Regions from separate parts of the Mus musculus genome. Here all the other regions are linked to region 1. A link is a contact called in public HiChIP or PLAC-seq, Micro-C and promoter capture Hi-C data. All regions are on one chromosome and are shown on one strand. The core of a region is the stretch at or near the end of the contact, and the rest is flanking DNA. Distances in the headings are between cores, read along the strand shown.

The links. Promoter capture Hi-C pulls out the DNA fragments that hold promoters and counts their contacts. Hi-C and Micro-C count contacts between places; a contact is called where the count stands out from the background. HiChIP or PLAC-seq counts read pairs in DNA pulled down with a chosen protein or histone mark.
Region 2: a contact with region 1 is called in a promoter capture Hi-C map of liver, with 4 times the contacts expected there. The contact joins the promoter of Kif1b here to the promoter of Srm in region 1. A contact is called at or near these places in 3 of 39 promoter capture datasets (hippocampal neurons and liver) and 1 of 115 datasets of contacts at active chromatin or transcription factors (astrocytes).
Region 3: a contact with region 1 is called in a Micro-C map of embryonic stem cells, with 8 times the contacts expected there. The contact joins the promoter of Mthfr here to the promoter of Srm in region 1. A contact is called at or near these places in 1 of 39 promoter capture datasets (embryonic stem cells), 3 of 484 Hi-C or Micro-C datasets (CD8 T cells and embryonic stem cells), 6 of 115 datasets of contacts at active chromatin or transcription factors (embryonic stem cells, large pre-B cells, pancreatic cancer cells and 1 more) and 2 of 9 other capture datasets (embryonic stem cells and pancreatic islet).
Region 4: a contact with region 1 is called in an H3K4me3 HiChIP or PLAC-seq map of embryonic midbrain, with 4 times the contacts expected there. The contact joins the promoter of Pgd here to the promoter of Srm in region 1. A contact is called at or near these places in 2 of 115 datasets of contacts at active chromatin or transcription factors (astrocytes and embryonic midbrain).

What each region holds. Positions count from the first base shown.
Region 1 is chr4:148,590,213-148,592,991 of GRCm38.p6, reverse strand. Srm (spermidine synthase) reads right to left here and starts at 1,479. Exons shown (of 7, transcript NM_009272.4): 1 at 1,206-1,479; 2 at 828-948; 3 at 418-510. The coding sequence starts at 1,372.
Region 2 is chr4:149,306,263-149,309,233 of GRCm38.p6, reverse strand. It overlaps Kif1b (kinesin family member 1B), which reads left to right and starts at 1,501. Exons shown (of 49, transcript NM_001290995.1): 1 at 1,501-1,805.
Region 3 is chr4:148,037,810-148,040,509 of GRCm38.p6, reverse strand. It overlaps Mthfr (methylenetetrahydrofolate reductase), which reads right to left and starts at 1,433. Exons shown (of 12, transcript NM_010840.3): 1 at 1,378-1,433. Clcn6 (chloride channel, voltage-sensitive 6) reads left to right here and starts at 1,697. Exons shown (of 23, transcript NM_011929.3): 1 at 1,697-1,829; 2 at 2,537-2,596. The coding sequence starts at 1,743. RefSeq lists promoters at 1-1,092, 1,345-1,534, 1,345-1,983.
Region 4 is chr4:149,165,354-149,168,139 of GRCm38.p6, reverse strand. It overlaps Pgd (phosphogluconate dehydrogenase), which reads left to right and starts at 1,435. Exons shown (of 13, transcript NM_001081274.2): 1 at 1,435-1,553; 2 at 2,058-2,133. The coding sequence starts at 1,546.

The DNA of each region.
Region 1 (2,779 bases), core at 230-2,729:
TCCATATCTTTTATCCCTGTCTGGCCTCATCATGTCATGCTGTGTTATGGTGTCTTCTCCAACCCAAACACCAGCTCTACACTCAGGGGCTCACCTGTCCATGGCCGTATCAACCCAGCACCTTGGGTAACACTCAGCATACAGTAAGTGCTCACTAAAACCATGCTGGGTCTCAAGGGGAGATGCCATAAGTTGTTGAGCTCTCTGGCTCTGCCTGGGCTCTGAAAGCACTAAGAGTTAACATCCATGGTGTGGTGTGTGCCAGGCCTTAACAATCTGGTTTTCCTACTGAACCCTCTTTTCAGACTGAGGAAACAGGGCAGGGATGGTAAGAACATTGCGCCTCGGGGTGCAGAGTCAGGATGGGACAGAGCTGACTCTGGTGACTCAAATCCAGGCCTCCTGGACTGCACCCACCTCATCAATCTCGCACTGGACCACCGACTCCACAGAGGGGTGCTTCACCACTTCCCGTAGGACGCCCCCATCTCCACCCCCGATGATCAGCACCTGGGCCAGGGAAGGACAAGTCAGGACTGAGCAGGCCCACTCCCACAGAACCTGATCTTCCCAGCTACAGGACTCTGAGTCATTCTCTACTCTCCAGAACGCTTCTGTGCCACGGGGTCCTTCCTGGCAGCCTGGGTTCCCCTCTCGGGGCTTCTAAGGAGACCAGCTCTCCCAGGAGCTCTATTCATCCTGACCGACCCGCATTTTCTGACAGTCATCTGGGTAGCATCTGCCCCCAAACATCCTCACCTAGTGTCAGCCCGACATGCTTTTCTAGGACCCCGAGCTCAGGGCTGAACCCAGGGGCAATGCGGTACCTTCCGCGGGTTGGGGTGGCTGCAGAGCGGCAGGTTGGCGATCATCTCCTGGTAGGAGAACTCATCCCTCTCAGTACACTGGATGACGCCATCCAGAACCAGCACGTTGCCGTAGGTTTTACTGCGGGCAGAGACAGTCGGGGACGTGGGTCCTGGGACACTGGGAGGTTAGGTCCCTGTCCTCCCTGGGCGTGCACGTGGCCGCCATGGGGTCCAGGGGTGGGCATTCGGGGTGACACGTGGCAGGCGAGCCACGTGTGGGGGCTGGGTGGGTCCCGGGGTCCCCTCGGCTGACGTGTCCCGATAGTGACACGTGGACGCAGGGCCGGGCCCAGCGCAGAACTTCTGACAGCTGCACCGGCGCGCGGCGGGCCATACCTGCGGAAGACGAGGATGTCTTGGTACCGCGATCGCCGGTGGTGAAGCAGCTGCTCCACTTGCAGCGACAGGGCCTGGCCGGGCCACAGGCTGCAGGTCTCTCGGAACCAGCCCTCACGGATGGCGGCGGGGCCGGGCGCGGCTGGGCCGTCGGGGCCAGGCTCCATGGCGGGCGGGCGGGCCGACGGAGCGCGTAGCGGGTTCGGGACTGCAGGGCGCGCGGACCCCCCCCAGCACAACGTGACCAGCTCTGCCCGCTGCCCGCGCCGCAACCTAACCCGCTCGGGGGCGGGGCCTACGGAGGGGCGGGACCCCGGCTCTCCAATGGCGGCGTGGGCCGGCCCGCAGCTTCACCAGGAGTTCATTGGCTCCCCGGGCTGCAACTAGCAGTGATTGGTTGGGCCGTGCTGTCTGTCAGCCGCAGCAGGGTAGTGCGGCCGGCTGCCGGGCCACGTGGGGAGAGGCCCTGGCGGCGGGAGGGTTCCGGGGCGGGCCGCGCCGGCGCAGCGGTTCGAGGGCTGGGGCCCATCCTTGGACCCCCGTAGGGTTTGAGCAGATCGTGTCTAGTCTGGGCGCACATGGGACTTTTATTTACTTGCGAGGATTGTCGCGCCATTTGGCTACTTTGCTCCGGATTGTCAGCCAGGAGCGGGTGGCTGCAGAATAAGAATGGAGCTCTTTCTAAATTTACCAGCTGAGGCCCCGCACATGCATATTCAAAACCAAAAAAGACTGGCGCGGCTTTTTTTTTCTTTTTACAAACTGGGTCTTGCTCCTTGAAGGGTGGGAGGGAACGTGGCTGTTTTTATGAAAATGTCAAGGAACTTATCAGAATCACATTAAGCATGCTAATTACCGAATATTAAATGCTAATTGCTCCATACACAGTTTGAATGCCAAAGAAGGAAGACGAACCACGAATAAGCTATTCCTGACACGGTGTCAGGGACGGTTTCTGACTGATACTCAGCAGCCTCCACCTGGAGTGGGAGCATGTCCCCTTGTCATAACGCACAGCTGAAGGGCATGAGCTGTTGCTTGGAGCCCTGTCCCTGCCTTGGCTGACTTCAAGCTCGCAAACGGAGGGAGGGAGGGAGGTCTACAAAGTTGCTACCAGGGCATCCAGGGTCACAATGGCTCAGATGGAGATTCGTGTCCAGTTTTACGAACTTGACGGGGACAGCATGTGTTGTGTACATAAAAAGATAAAGAGGGGGGCTGGAGAGATGGCTCAGCAGTTAAGAGCACTGAGTGCTCTTCCAAAGGTCCTGAGTTCAAATCCCAGCAACCACATGGTGGCTTACAACCATCCGTAATGAGATCTGATGCCCTCTTCTGGTGTGTCTGAAGACAGCTGCAGTGTACTTACATTTAATAATAAATAAATCTAAAAAAAAAATTTTTTTTTTTTAAAAAGAAGCCGGGAGTGGTGGCGCACGCCTTTAATCCCAGCACTCGGGAGGCAGAGGCAGGCGGATTTCTGAGTTCGAGGCCAGCCTGGTCTACAAAGTGAGTGCCAGGACAGCCAGGGCTACACAGAGAAACCCTGTCTCGAAAAACCAAAAAAAAAAAAA
Region 2 (2,971 bases), core at 252-2,751, 720 kb before region 1:
CTCTGGACACCGCACTGGGATCCTCAGCTCATCGGAAGCACTTTACCCACTAAGCCATCTAGGTTTGTTTAAGACAGGGTTTCTCTATGTAGCCCAGGCTGACCTTCCACTCAAATCGTTGCTCCTAATATTTTAAGCAATTCTATTCTGTGTGTGTTTCAGAATAAATGACATCAACTCCTTTTGTGGGAAGGTGGAGTGTACATTCTAAAGAAAATGAGAGCTGGGCTTAGTGGTACGGATCTTTAATCCCAGCAGTCAGGAAGCAGAGGTAGACAGATCTCTCTGTAGGTTTCAAGACAGCCTTGTCTGCTTGGTGAGTTTCAGGAGAGCCTGAGCTACCAAGACCCTCTGTCTTGAACAAACAAGAACAAACAAGTAAATAAACACAATGAGAAGTGTCCAATGAATGTGGAATAGTGGGAGTCTGGAACTTCAGTGGCATGGTGATTGCCCAGAGTCGTTAGTGTAGAAAGTTAATTCTCACGTTTTAGTGTGTAGGCCTTTCTCTACCCAGTAATTCTGTATTAAAGTCAGGGTTGAGAGAAAAAAAAAAATCTTACTTTCAATTTCTGCTAATAAATCCAAACCACATCCTCTAACCTTAAAATGCAGTGTGATTGGCAGGTTGTCATTGTGATATTTTACTAAGCACTGAATTGAGCTGCTTATGAACGTCTGTGGGGCTTTTCATTTGAGCTGAACCTAAATCTGATTTTTAAAAAACATGGCTCATAGAGCTTTTGTGTTCTTATGAGCCCTGGTAACCCCCTCTAGGGGCATCTCTCTCAGGCCGCTCAGTCCATTCACTGGGCGCGATACAAAGCGTTTTGTTCCTGTGCTCACACCAGCACGCCATCTCCCAAGGAGACGCTGAATGCCCACTAAGTCATGCTTTCCCATTACTCATTCCTCCTTTTCTCCCAAGGTGGCGTGTGGGAGGTGTTGTGCTGGGGTTCGACAAGAATAGGCTAGGAAGCTTTCTGCTGGATACACTCATGCCTGAGCGTGGTTCCGTTCCCACCGCGCCGGGCTCGGTGGCTTCACCGTTTGAGCTGTTTTTCTAAACGGACAATGACTCCACACTCGGCCGCTCCCACATAATCCCAGCTCTCCGGATGGCATCTGGACCGTCCAGTCCCGCCCGGTCACTGAGCCACTTTTTGTCCCCTTACGAAGCGGGTCATTCGGCTACACAGGCGCGGCTGCTACCCACTAACACCTTTCCGGGGGTCACCCGGGAGGGAACTCTGGACACCGGCTTCGCCCACCAGGCACGCCCGCACCCGCACCCGCATCGGCTCCCGTACCACCAGGGGGCGCTCGAGTGTCTCCGTCGCTCCGCCGGCACCTCCCGCCCCCTCTTCCAGCCACGCTTTACTATTGGTCATCTGTCTCAAGGTCTTCATCGCGATTGGTCACCTTCCGCGTCGGTCTCGGTTGCTGGGCGGGCCGAGGTGACGCTCGGCGCTCTAGCTCGGGGCGGTGTCCCGCGCCGGCGGCTTCGGGCGGAGTTTGGCGAGCAGCGTCGCGGTGTAGTCAGACGGCAGTGGTCCCGGGAGGCGACAGCTCGGATCCGGGCTTCTCTCTGTTCCTCCGCCGCATCCACAGCCGCGCCCCGGCCTCCCGCCAATCCTCGATGCAGAGCTGGGCGGCCGCGTGATGGGGCTGCGGAGCGGCGCCCTGCGGCTCGCGGCGGCCGCTGCCTGCGCTGAGGTGCGTCGGTGCCCGGCCTCCCGCGCCCCTGCGCGCCTCGGCGTCTTCTGACTCGGCCGGCTCGCCCGTCTGTCCGCAGCGCGGCTGAGGTGAGGAGGCTGAGGTGGGGCGGCCGAGGCGAGGTGGGCGGTGGTGCCGCGGCGCCGGTGTAGGGGGCCGCTCCCGCGGGAGGGACTCCCGGCCGGTGACGGGCCTGGAGGGGGCAAAGCGAGGAAGCGGCGCGGCCGGCCGGGGCTCTGGCTCCGCGGTGAGGAGCCTCGCCCTCCGTGGAGAGACCTGGCCGGCCGGCCGCGAGCGCCGGGCTTTGGTCCAGCGGCCTGCCGGTCCCCTGCAGTGCCCTGCACCAGCCCTCCGCTTCCCCTGGGCTGCCAGGCCCCGCTCTGTCCGCGGGCCAGCAGATCGGTCGCTGTCCCGCCGTATGTGCGCACATTGCAGCTCTGAGGAGCCAGCCGATCTCTCCCCCCTCATCTGCTCTCTCACCCCCTATTGTGGTTGGCATCAGGGTTCCAACCGGGAATGTGGCAATGCCCCTGAGCCCGATGAAGGTAGGAAAGGGCATCCGACAGAGCGGAGGGCGCAAGGGCTGGACGGAGGAAGCGATGCAGAGGGAGGGGGCTTGTTGGATGCTGGCCAGATGGGAGGAAGGCTGGTGTGGGCTCGACGTTCAGCCGACCAGGATCACTCTGGCAGCCATATTGGGAGGATGATCTGACAAATCCTTTAGGAGCCAAGTCCGGTTGCTGGTAGGCACCGAGTGACAGCCCTGGCAGCTTTCAGGGTGACTGGCCGCACCAGAAGCCAAGTTGTGGGGGTTGGGAGGCCACTCAGAGCAAGCTAGTCATTGTTCATGCAACGCAAACCCTCACCGACTGGAAATGCAAAATTGAGCTCCCAAATCACTTTTTCTCTTTGGTGAATTGCTATATGAGCCTTCAGGGTAAACTGGCTTGAAGATTCCATTCTTGTTGGGGTGAAATTCTGTGTTTCTGTCCTTATCATCGCAATCCACCGCTGCTTTGGCCCTCGAAGGCCTGTTGATGTTTAAGGCCACTTTACCATATTGGAGGCTCTTGGCGTATTGCATGGCGTGCATAGATTTGCATAGTATCTCTTCGTGCAGAGATTAGGGAAAGTGGAATAAACTGGTAGCAGAGAAGACTTGCAGCAGTATCTCGGAGGATGCAGGTTGTCATCTTTGTGGAATCTGGAGGTAGCCTAATTTAGATTGTCAACAGATCTCTTGCTTATGTAGCTC
Region 3 (2,700 bases), core at 184-2,683, 550 kb after region 1:
GAAACTTCCACCTCTTAAGTCAGTGTACCATTTTGGGTCTCAGCTTCAAGAATCGGAAGAAATCCATTGCTCTTTCCCCTCCTGGACTCCAGACTTAGTGCCAGTGTTACTCCCAATCTATCTGTCCCACTTCTGTTCTGACCTAAAACTGCCAGGTTCTCATGGAGAGTGAGAAAGGCCTTCAAAGGCCTTCCTCCTCCACCCAAGGGAAATGCCTCGTTTTCACTGCTGGAACAAAACCGGAGGAGCTGACTCAGGCACAGCAAACCGCTCCAAGGTTTAAGCATTTTTGTTTTTTTTTCTGGTTTTTCGAGACAGGGTTTTTCTGTAGAGCCCTGGATGTCTTGGAACTCACTTTGTAGACCAGGCTGGCCTCAAACTCAGAAATCCGCCTGCCTCTGCCTCCTGAGTGTTGGGATTAAAGGCGTGCGCCATCACACCCGGCTCGGTTTAAGCATTTCTAACAGTTCCCACCCCCTATCCATTATTAGTTGAGCTCCCAAATCACACAAGGATGAGCCTGTGAACCGACAAATTTGTTTACCCTTCTACTGTCCAGTCCCCTGCCTGTGACTGGACCAGAAAGACCAGTCTCAGGCGTGGCATCGCCAGTGCCTGGCAGAGTAGTAAAACAGGCAGTACTCACTGGGCTCAAAACTGCCAAGACCTCCACACCAATCTCAAAATGCCTCGCTGCCACCTACTGATCATTTAAATAAGACTGACAAACACTGAGCCCACCACTCCCGGAAGAGTTGTGATAGATGCATGTGAACTGCAGGATGCTATGGACACCTGGGCGTTGAAACTAATGGTCGGTCCACTCTTCCTTTCCAGATGCTGTCAGGGAGATGGGTTTAAGAGACTATGGCAACCAGGCATGACAACGCACATATTTAATCTCAGCTCGCAGGAGGCAATGGATCTCGGAGTTCGAGGCCTGATCTACAGAGAGTTTCAGAACAGCTAGGGCTACACAGAGAATCTGTCGCGAAAACCAAACCAAACCAAACAAAATCCCAGAGAGCGAGCGAGAGAGCTAGACAGACAGACACTATGGCAGGCAGCCACCATGGCCTGAGGGATGGTAATCGGGTCACCTGGTCAATGGGTCACAGGCCGTGGCGGGGATGCGGGTCCCAGAAGGCTGCAGGGTCTGGATCACTGCCCCAGATCCAGGATTCCTTTAACTTTGAGATACCTTCCTGCAGGTAGTGGGGCTGGGGTGACAGCCTCCATGAGTATTCATAGGCCCTAAGGAGCCTTCACGTGCAAAGGGCCGGCCAGCACCTAACCGCCTGCCCACAGGTCTAGCTTGCGGTGGTGTGTTCCCGACTCTGCGAATCTATCCGCAGCGTCCCAAGCCTTTTGCGTTACCTCTTGCGTCAGATCGGTGGCGGCGAGGGTGCCACCTCCCTAGGGCTGGCGAAGAAGGCGGGGCGGAGCTGTCGGTTGCTAAGGGAAACAGGACGAGCGGCAGGCGGAAGCCACATCTACGAGACGAGACGACGGCCGGAAGTCCCGCCCCAACATGGCCGCGCCCAGAGGTCTCAGGGGAAGCCAGCCAAGTACTGCGTCATGTGACGCGAGCCCTCGCCCCACCCGTCTGCAGCCACTCCCTGTCTCCGGACCCAGAGCTCGAGAGGGCCACGTGACCCTCCCGGGGCCAGTCACGTGAGGCGCGGATCCTGGGTGGGAGGGGGGTTGGCCTAGGTGGTCCGGAGCGGCAGCAAAGGAGGAAGATGGCGGGGTGCAGGGGGTCCGTGTGCTGCTGCTGCCGGTGGTGTTGCTGCTGCGGTGAACGGGAGAGCCGCACCCCCGAGGAGCTGGTGAGCGGCTGCCTGGCTGGGGAAGGGGTGGCTACGGAGGGATGACAGGATGACAAGAGGCGTTGCCGGGGGTGGGGCCGCGCCGGACCGCGCCTGCAGGTGGCAGCGGGTGGGGCCCGGAGACCGCTGCCTGGGCTCGGGAAGCATCCAGCTTACCTCCGCGTGCCCCAGCCAGAGTTCTGTTCTATAACCTCTCTCTGGACTCCGAGGGAGGGCCTCGGCCAGCTTGAATTAATGCCGTCCATATTCTCTTTGAGTTTTGAACGAAGCAAGCATTGTAGAATGAGCCCTTGCGCGGGACGTGACGCCCATGCCGTTGGTGTAGTTTCTCTGGCCTGTTCTTATTCTCTACCCTTCACTCTTTCTGGGTCACTGGTGATCCAGCTTCCCCGTGCAAAGCAAGCTGGGAAAACTTGAGTTGTGTTCTCAGAATTGATTCATTCCCCCCGATTCCGTAGTCAGTCTATTGTCAAATGAAACACGAATTTTCTCCTCCAACGAAGCTGCCATCAGACATCTTTCAGGTGTCCTGAAGGTGAGCATTACGATTTAAAGAATTCGCCGATCAATAGAAATGTAGAGCTCATGGTTTTGAAACATTGTTCCTCTTTGAAGATGGCTCTAGCTAATTTCGATTTTAATAATACTACCCTCCTTGTACCCTTAACCCATTAAAAGATCTCCATTCTGTGAATCTGTTTTTCTAGACCATCCTTGGGGAGACACAGGAAGAAGAGGATGAGATTCTTCCAAGGAAAGACTATGAGGTGAGGTGTTCCAGATGCTGTCCTGGGTAACTGGTGTAGTGAGAGGACTGAGTGCTTCAGGCCTCCAACCAGAGATGCTCTTTGACCCTCTGCCTCAGGGAATG
Region 4 (2,786 bases), core at 186-2,685, 580 kb before region 1:
AATAATGGTCTAACCAGCTCAGAGTTGGGATAAATGTGTGTTGGTTATAGGGGGCTGGAGGAGTAGGGACATTAGGCATTTATCAGAAACAGATACAGACACAGAGAGAAACAGAAAGTCACTTAGGGCCAGGCAAGGGATATAGCTCAGTGGCAAAGCACTTGTCTAGAATGCTCAAAACCTACGATTTGATTCGTAGTACTGGAGTGAGGGAAAAAAATTCAAGAAGCTGGTGCAAGCCAGTCTTTTCATTTACCATCAAGCGTTATGTCTATGTGCTGTGTGCAAAACTTACAAAAGATAAAAGGAATTCATTGAAGGACATGATAGCCACTCCTAGAGAGAGAGTAGGCAATGGAAAGAACCTGAACCTAGCCAGGCGTGGTAGTACATGCCTTTAATCCCAGCACTCCGGAGGCAGAGGCAGGCGGATTTCTGAGTTCGAGGCTAGCCTGGTCTACTGAGTGAGTTCCAGGACAGGCAGGGCTACACAGAGAAAAAATCCCGCCCCCCGAAAAAAAAAAAAAAAAAAAAAAAAAAAAAGAAAAGAAAAAAGAAAGCAGCGCACCAACACCTGAGTCTGAATGGAAAAGTAAATTGAAACTAAAAGTGTCTGACCAGCGGGCGAAACAGCACCCCAGACCTCCAGCGCCGGAAACTGTAGTGGGGCTGAGGAAATGGTAGAGAAGAGTGCTTGTGTTCCGCTACAAGCACAAGGAAGAACTCACTTCCAGTCTTGCCTCCCCGAGTATCGGCCACGCACGAGGTACACGGACATACATGCAGGCAAACCAATACACAAAAAATAAATAATTATGAAACCACCCCCCCAAAACCCCTCAAGCCTCTCCTCCGCTTCGTTTTCTCTTTCTGTGCGAGTGGGCGCACGCGCCACTGCTGCACGTGGAGGTCAGATGCCAACTTTGCGGAGTGGGTTCCACTTCCACCCGCTTGGCTCTTTACTTGCTGACCGTCTCGTCTTAGTTTGCACCGCTGTTTCTTGACCTGCAAAAATGGTACACACTGAGGTTCCCACAGATAGGACAGACTTGACTCCTGCCTCAGAGTTGAGGGACAGTGAAGGGAAGCAGCAGCCATGGATCAAAAACGCCAGTGGGCTTGGTAAGGGCTGCACCAAGCCCTTAATGTCTTCTCTTTCACGCCGAGCTGCAGACCCGAGCTTCCGCACGAGCGGGAGGCATCGTGCAAGGTCCCGCTAGAACACTTAGAAGAAGCCCTTTAAACGCTCCTAGAACACTTAGAAGAAGCCCTTTAAACGCTCCTCTCCAGCTCGAGGTGCCATCGACTGCTCGGCGCTCTACAGATCTGGGCCCCGGGGGTGGGCGGGTCCGTTTGCCCTCAGGTGGTATAACAGGCGCCGCAGAGACCCAATAGCGTGGGGCATCGGCCCACCCCTGTCTTCTGATTGGCCAGCGTCTCTGTAAGCCTCTCGAGGCGCCGGGAGCCGGACTTCACTGTACTTGCCTCGGAGCGCTCGGTCCTTCGCGTTTCTTCCTCCTCGACTCTGCTTCGTCTGCCTCCGCCATGGCCCAGTGAGTGACCGACACGCGCAGTCGGGCCCGGGAGACTTCCGGGGCTGAGCGTGGTGATGGCGGGGCTCTGCTCAGTTGTCTCCCTGTTCTCCTCAGCCCCGGTGGTCGCCTGGGTCTCCTCGCGCAGCCCTGACCCCTGCACCTCAGGGTCCCCGCCATGGCCAGCGCAAGCTCCGCCACCCCTTCGTGGGAGCTTGCGGCTGCGACGGGCTCGCGGGGAAGGAAGGCCGCGCTGGGTCGGGGACGGCCCACGCCCCTTGTGCTGGCCAGGCCATAAGGAACGACGGGCAGGGCCAGGGGCAGGGCATGGGTGGCTTCGTGTGCCCGGACGCCCTTTAGAAGGAACTTCCATGGAACTGTGGGGTGCAGGGTGCGGTCGATCCTAGGTGCATGGTGTGAGCCGAGAAGGGTGCAGGCTGCCAGTCCTAATAAAAGCCACTAAGTAACACTAATATCCTTTCTTTGTGTTTGCTTTATTGTTTTTTTTTTTTTTTGTCATTTCAGAGCTGACATTGCACTGATCGGACTGGCTGTCATGGGCCAGAACTTAATTTTGAACATGAATGATCATGGATTTGTGGTAAGTAGTGAGGACACGTTGCCTTCCCGCTGAGAGCTGTGATTTGTTTTTCAGAGATCCCAAGGCATCACTCAGTAAGCACTGTTTGGTGTCTTTGTAGAAGAATTTCTGCTTTAGTCGTGCTCCCTCTGTAGTTAAGGGAAGAGCCTCCTTGGATAGAAATAAATATAAAAGCAGTGGTTCTCAACATTATGATTTATAACACTAGCAAATTACAGTTATTGCGTAGTTATGAAAATAGTTTTATGATTGGGGGTCATCACAACACGAGGGGCTATATTAAAGGGTCGCAGCGTTAGGAAGGTTGAAAACCATAGATGTAAAGGGACCCAGATCTTGGAAGCTGTAGCTAGGAAAACTTGGGGTACATGGAGATTGTTTTTCTTTGTAGACAGCAGCTTGTCTCACAGTGTTGTCACACTGGAGTCTCAGGGCCCTCTCATCTCAGCTTTCTGAGTCCAGGGTCAGAGGATCCTCCTGCCTGTGGGCTCTGAATGTTCTTTCTAAATAGTAGCATGGCTTAGACACCAGGATTACCAGGGACAAAGGACCCAGGTAGTAGTGACAGGCTCAACCTGATAAGCAACAAGTGGCAACCGCCTTTCCCTGGGCTCTCTGCTGTGACTGGACTTTGCAGAGATTGCCTAGCACTT